Regions from separate parts of the Drosophila melanogaster genome. Here region 2 is linked to region 1. The links are chromatin contacts, called in public ChIA-PET maps. All regions are on one chromosome and are shown on one strand. Each heading gives the region's core, a stretch centred on a gene start, on an enhancer-like site or on the middle of the called end of the contact. The rest is flanking DNA. Distances are from core to core; before and after follow the strand shown. Region 1 holds the start of ps (pasilla). Region 2 holds the start of GstZ2 (Glutathione S transferase Z2).

The links. ChIA-PET counts read pairs in DNA pulled down with a chosen protein or histone mark.
Region 2: an RNA polymerase II ChIA-PET map of the S2 cell line shows a contact between it and region 1, with 2.8 times the contacts expected there. The contact joins the promoter of GstZ2 here to the promoter of ps in region 1. A contact is called at or near these places in 1 of 1 datasets of contacts at CTCF or cohesin (the Kc167 cell line), 32 of 107 Hi-C or Micro-C datasets (the Clone 8 cell line, the D17-c3 cell line, the Kc167 cell line and 17 more) and 5 of 6 datasets of contacts at active chromatin or transcription factors (the Kc167 cell line and the S2 cell line).

The regions. Positions count from the first base shown.
Region 1 is chr3R:9,416,640-9,419,236 of dm6, reverse strand. ps (pasilla) reads right to left here and starts at 1,297. Exons shown (of 7, transcript NM_001202270.2): 1 at 1,237-1,297. It overlaps alpha-Man-IIa (alpha-Mannosidase class II a), which reads right to left. Exons shown (of 5, transcript NM_079567.3): 5 at 1,973-2,597. The coding sequence ends at 2,499.
Region 2 is chr3R:9,459,343-9,461,939 of dm6, reverse strand. GstZ2 (Glutathione S transferase Z2) reads left to right here and starts at 1,288. Exons shown (of 4, transcript NM_169286.2): 1 at 1,288-1,669. The coding sequence starts at 1,646. CG16779 reads left to right here. Exons shown (of 12, transcript NM_001300325.1): 12 at 1-856.

The sequences.
Region 1 (2,597 bases), core at 48-2,547:
CGTTTCGCTTATTAGGGCACTAGGTTTTTCATGCAAACGTTGGAAAATTGCTGCACGTTCCTGCACACAACCACACGCAAGTCAGCGACAACTTTTGCATTTCCTGCGCCAAAAACGCAAAGCTTGAAAAATAATATCGCCTTGAACGAATTGAACTTCTATCGCATATTTGCCATTCAAACTGTTTATGACATAATAATTGAGCAATGCCATATGTTGAAAAGAGCTCAAATCGGAAGATGGAGCGAGAAATAAAAGGCGACAGTCTTAGAACGAGAAAAACTCGTTGTTCGAAGCGAGCAAACGAAAAACATTTAAATAAATATATAAATTATGTATACGCGCTGTGTGCGTTGCGTTTTATCAGCGAATGAGAGGGACGGTGCGAGAGAGGGAGAGAGCTAAAGCTTCACACAGATACAAATTGGCGCACGCTGGTGTGCGTGAGCTGCTGCTTTGACACACTTTTATGTGACGTCGTTAATTTCGTTTTCTTTTTTTGGTGTTCTCGTTCTGGTTCTGCTGCTCTTTTCCACATTCTTTTATACCCTCCTCTTTCAAGGAGCTTTGCTTTTGAACATTTCATAGGGACGGGAAGAAGAAGACGAGTTGGAAATTCAAACACATGTTTGCCCGTTTTCTATTTTCCTTATCCAATCAGACGTTTGCGTTCCAGTTGGATTTTCGTTTTCAGGTGTTAATTGAATTTGTATTTCAATTTCTGTTACCTCCGCCTCCTCCTTCTTCACCACCATCTCTTCCACTTCTTCTACCAGTATTTATGTAACCAGCATGAGCGAGCGAGAGAGAGATGGAGAGAGAGCACATGCCAGGGCATAGATACTTTTTTTTGGCATTGAAACAAAACGTAGTTCACAAAAAGCACACGCAAACCAGCACACGACACGCGCACACAGATACACGCCACGAAAAAAAGAACTTAGAACAAGAACAACTCAAGAACCCAGCTTAGACACACACACACACACACTCACGCACACATTCGTACTTGATTTAATTAAATTAAATTCCAGTCCGCCTCAAAAAACAACAACAACAAGAACTAGAGCTGCAGATACTCTGCGATTTAAGCGACACTGTGTGTTTTATTATTCGTTTTAGTTGGATTTTATTCCTCGTAATTGTTTTGAACCACTTTTGTTTAGATGCCTTGTTTTTGTTGCAGAACTTGACAAGCAAACACACAGGCAGCCACAAACATATAAACAAACTCACTGGCGACCACGATGATCTGAATCTGACGCTCTGACTCTGTGACTGAATCCAACTGAACTGAAATGCGGATTCCAAACTTGAAAACAGCGAGCTGACTGAGATTTTTGTTTCTGTATAGAAAAATTCCGATGGTCGTCGTTGAAGAGAGCGCGAGAGCGTATCTTACAGATACAAATACGAATTCGGATTCCGATTCGGATTCGGTTTTGCTTTCGTTGCTCGTTTCGGATTTTGAAGAGAGCGAACTGCGCAGCGATTCGCTCTCTATCCAAAACAACCACTTTACACTCAATCCGGATTTCCATTTCCATTGTGCATTTTCCAATTCCGCGCTCTTAGTATCTCTATCTCTGTAGGTCATTCTGGCAATAATAGTACCCCGCACTGGAGCTGATAAGATTGCATTCTGTTTTTCATCCACTAAAACTATAACTCATGATTATGGCTTTAATTAGTCGTCTCAAAAGCTCGTTTCATAATCCACATAAATTCAAAACTTAATAATGCAAAGATCAACTGTTTACTAACATTCATTACTTACAATATTAAAAAAAAAATTAAATGTAATGTTAAAAATTAAATTAAAATGTATTTATTTTAGTTTACTGAGAAAAATTAAATATTCATAGAAAGTGCATTCATAACTTACCAACAACACGATTCTAACTAAAGCCTAAATGACGATTTTGAATAGTAATACAAATCCTTTCCTTTTTCGAATAAAAACAGTCGTTATGTTTTTAGTTTAGAATAGCACGTAAAAGTCGATTCTAAATGAGACTCAATTTTATTCAATTTGTAAAAAACAAACGTCGAGATTAATATCATTGCAGTTGCGTCATTATCACTAAGCCTACTTTACAGTTAAACGTTAGTTATAGTTACGATTCATTGTTATAGGCAATAACCCCATTGGGGATATCGAGTACAGACATGTATTGCTTGCTGTGGGACTGGATGGATATCACAAAAAAACGTAAAAAACTAGGGGAAACAGAGTAAAACGTGTAGTTACACGGGGGTGCGAAAAATACACCGCTGCGTCATAGGATTGAATTTCCAAACCCTCGTGTGGAAGCTTGAATAAATAAATGATACGTAGTATGGATTACGCATTACGTCTTTCGGTGCAGTCAGTGCTTAAGTCGAACATTAAACGAAGATTGCCTGTATTGCAGTGGATTAGCGTCCGAGATTCATAGGTTGTGAGATGGTCGCTTGGCTTCAGTTTCTGCTTTATCCTTTGCCATAACACGTTGCGATCAGCTTGAGTGACTGCTCACATAAGCGGCGGTTTCCATGGGGCACACTTCCGGCGCCACCATGCCATCCAAGTGCTCCAAATTCTGCAGGAAAGTCAG
Region 2 (2,597 bases), core at 39-2,538, 43 kb before region 1:
AAAGAAAAAAATTAGGTTAAGTGTGAAGATGCATGGGGATATATGGACACTATTTTCTAAACGTATTACAACAATAATTTATGAATTTGTTGGTAATTTTATACATATATATACACAGTTACTTTTGTTAGCTAGCAAAACGACAACGACAACTTAGGTAGCGCCGAGGTAGATAAACTTTATGAATGTTGTACCCAAAGCCCACGCCCCGGACACCCGCGAGAGCACACTGTACAGGCACGAACCTCAAGGCAGGATGGGTCATAGCTCGAGATCTAGATACCACGGATCCAGGATCCTGAGGCCCGTCCTTGCGCATCCTACCTAGCTAGTTAGGTCCGCGTCCCTTATAACACGATTTCTGCTCATACTATACACTCAACACACTCACTGATTACAATCTCTGTTGGATCTGTTGTACTCTGCCATTTTTTGGTGTGATATTCTATTGGTTGTGGCGGTTGCTTTTAAGCCGCTTTACACATTGTTGCATTTCTACTAATCGTAGCTGGCCTAAACTGGGTGGGTCACTACAGGACGAATGAAGAAAAATAAAAAATACTGAAAACCCAAAAAATTAATTATTGTATATGTACATATGTACATACATATGTATAACTAATTCGATTTCCAGTTGTTGTTTTGGTTGTACATGCGTAATGGTTTTAAACTTGTTTTGACTAACTGTAACTGATTGCCAAACTTTGTTAACTATTTTAGTCCATACATACGTACATACATACATACTTTTAGGTTTAAGCACTTGTAATTTAATCGAACATGATTTGAGCAAATTTAATGAAAATGAACTAAACTTAAAAAAACACAAAACGAAAATAAAGTGGTGGTCGTAACTAAAAAGTTGTTGTTTTAATTCCTTTTTAAGCGGATTTCCAAAGCCTTAGCTCTGAAAATGTAGAAGTCCAATATTCTGTCACATCAGTGAATGAATTTATCAGTGAATTTCTTAGCTGGTTTTTCGATCTGTTGGCCTTAGTGGGTGTTCACCGTACCTAAAGCATTTTATCTTACGCGCCATTTTAAGTCCCTCCAAAGTTTAGCTAAGACGCGACCCCAAAAGCTTTCGTATGGTGCTCTCCCCATTTTCTTTGTTATCCTGCTACGCTCTCTTCTCTCTCACTCTTTTTGTTTTTCTCTCTTCCTTTCGCGGTGGTCCTTCCTCCCTCTCACAGACACGCAAGCTCGCAGAGCTGGCATTGTTGTTGGCGTTTGTCATTGTCCTTTTCGCGTTCGCTTTTGCTTTCGCTTTCGCACTCGTTTATTTAGTTCAGTGTGTTCAGTTGCGTCCTGGCTTCATATCCTGTCGCTATCCTTTGGCTAAGCGCAATCACAAGCGGTTTTAGTTTGAGGTTTTGAGTGCATTTGAGCGGCTGCAAATACAAACAGAACTGTGCGCAGGAAGAGCCACATATCTCTGGAAATTGGTGTTTAGTGTTCGTTCGGTGGAAAACATATCCTCGAGATCGAATTGTGCGGAATTAGCTGGATAGACAGATATCCGAGGAGTAATTGTCGCTTTTCGATAAACCGGCTTGGATCGTAACCTCTTTTAATTCTTCATCGGTGTTGTGCGTGTGCACCAAACGGCTTCAAAATTAATTACTCAAAGTACCACCACAACGCTATGTCCTTATCGGCCATAGCCAAGGTAAGCGAATCCCAGCGTCATTGGCGCCTTCTTTCGGGCATTTGGCAAAAATCCATTCCAGTTCCCGCAAATATCACTCATACCACGCGGCCAGCAATCTCTGACTTCAGTTCACTTGGTCTAAGTTTCACTCATACCCCGCTTTCGAATCCGCAATTTGATTTTGCGCAGAACAGCGAGCTCTCCTCCCTCGCGTACACACTGCAAAAGTTGCAAAACAGGGTTGTCAGGCGGCGAAAAGTTGCAAAAAAGGATATGCATTTCAATTTCAAAAATCCGGTTGTATAAATGAATATAAACATTTGTCCTTGCTTAAATTAATTTATAAAACTTGCTTGATTTAATCACTATACATATTTAGGTAAAAGGCTTTTTGAATAACTGTTTTACATTTGTTGGAATAAATATAAGCTATAACAGAGAGGCATCTAATCCAACCCGCCTTCCACTTATGGCTTAGTTTTAGACCGAACTCGACAACCCTGCCCCTGGGTTTTGACTCAAACTCTAACGCGCCGACGGCCGAGCAACCCCTGAAAAAGCACACCCTCTCCAAGCGAATGGCGAAACTTCTGAGCCAATTTTCTCTTGAGTAGGGGTCCTGTGTCCTTGGAGCTGCCTTCGCGCTGTGGACTCAGGACAACGACAACTTGAATAAGGTTAATGCCCCTAGCCGACCTTGGGGTGCGACACAGTTCGGGACTCGGGAGCTCGGGACCTCGCTGCTCGGGGTTCGGGGTTCGAATGTAGGATGTCGGATATCGAAACTTATCGGACCCACCGTCCTCACTTTCGCCTGGGTTCATTGAACTTTTAGGGAACTCATTATGCTTTCGGTGAATACAGTTTCGTGTGGGTGGCGACGACAACGACCCGTCGATAGGCTCTGCTGGGTTGATTGGCCAAGCCGGAACAGCCAGCTGTGTGT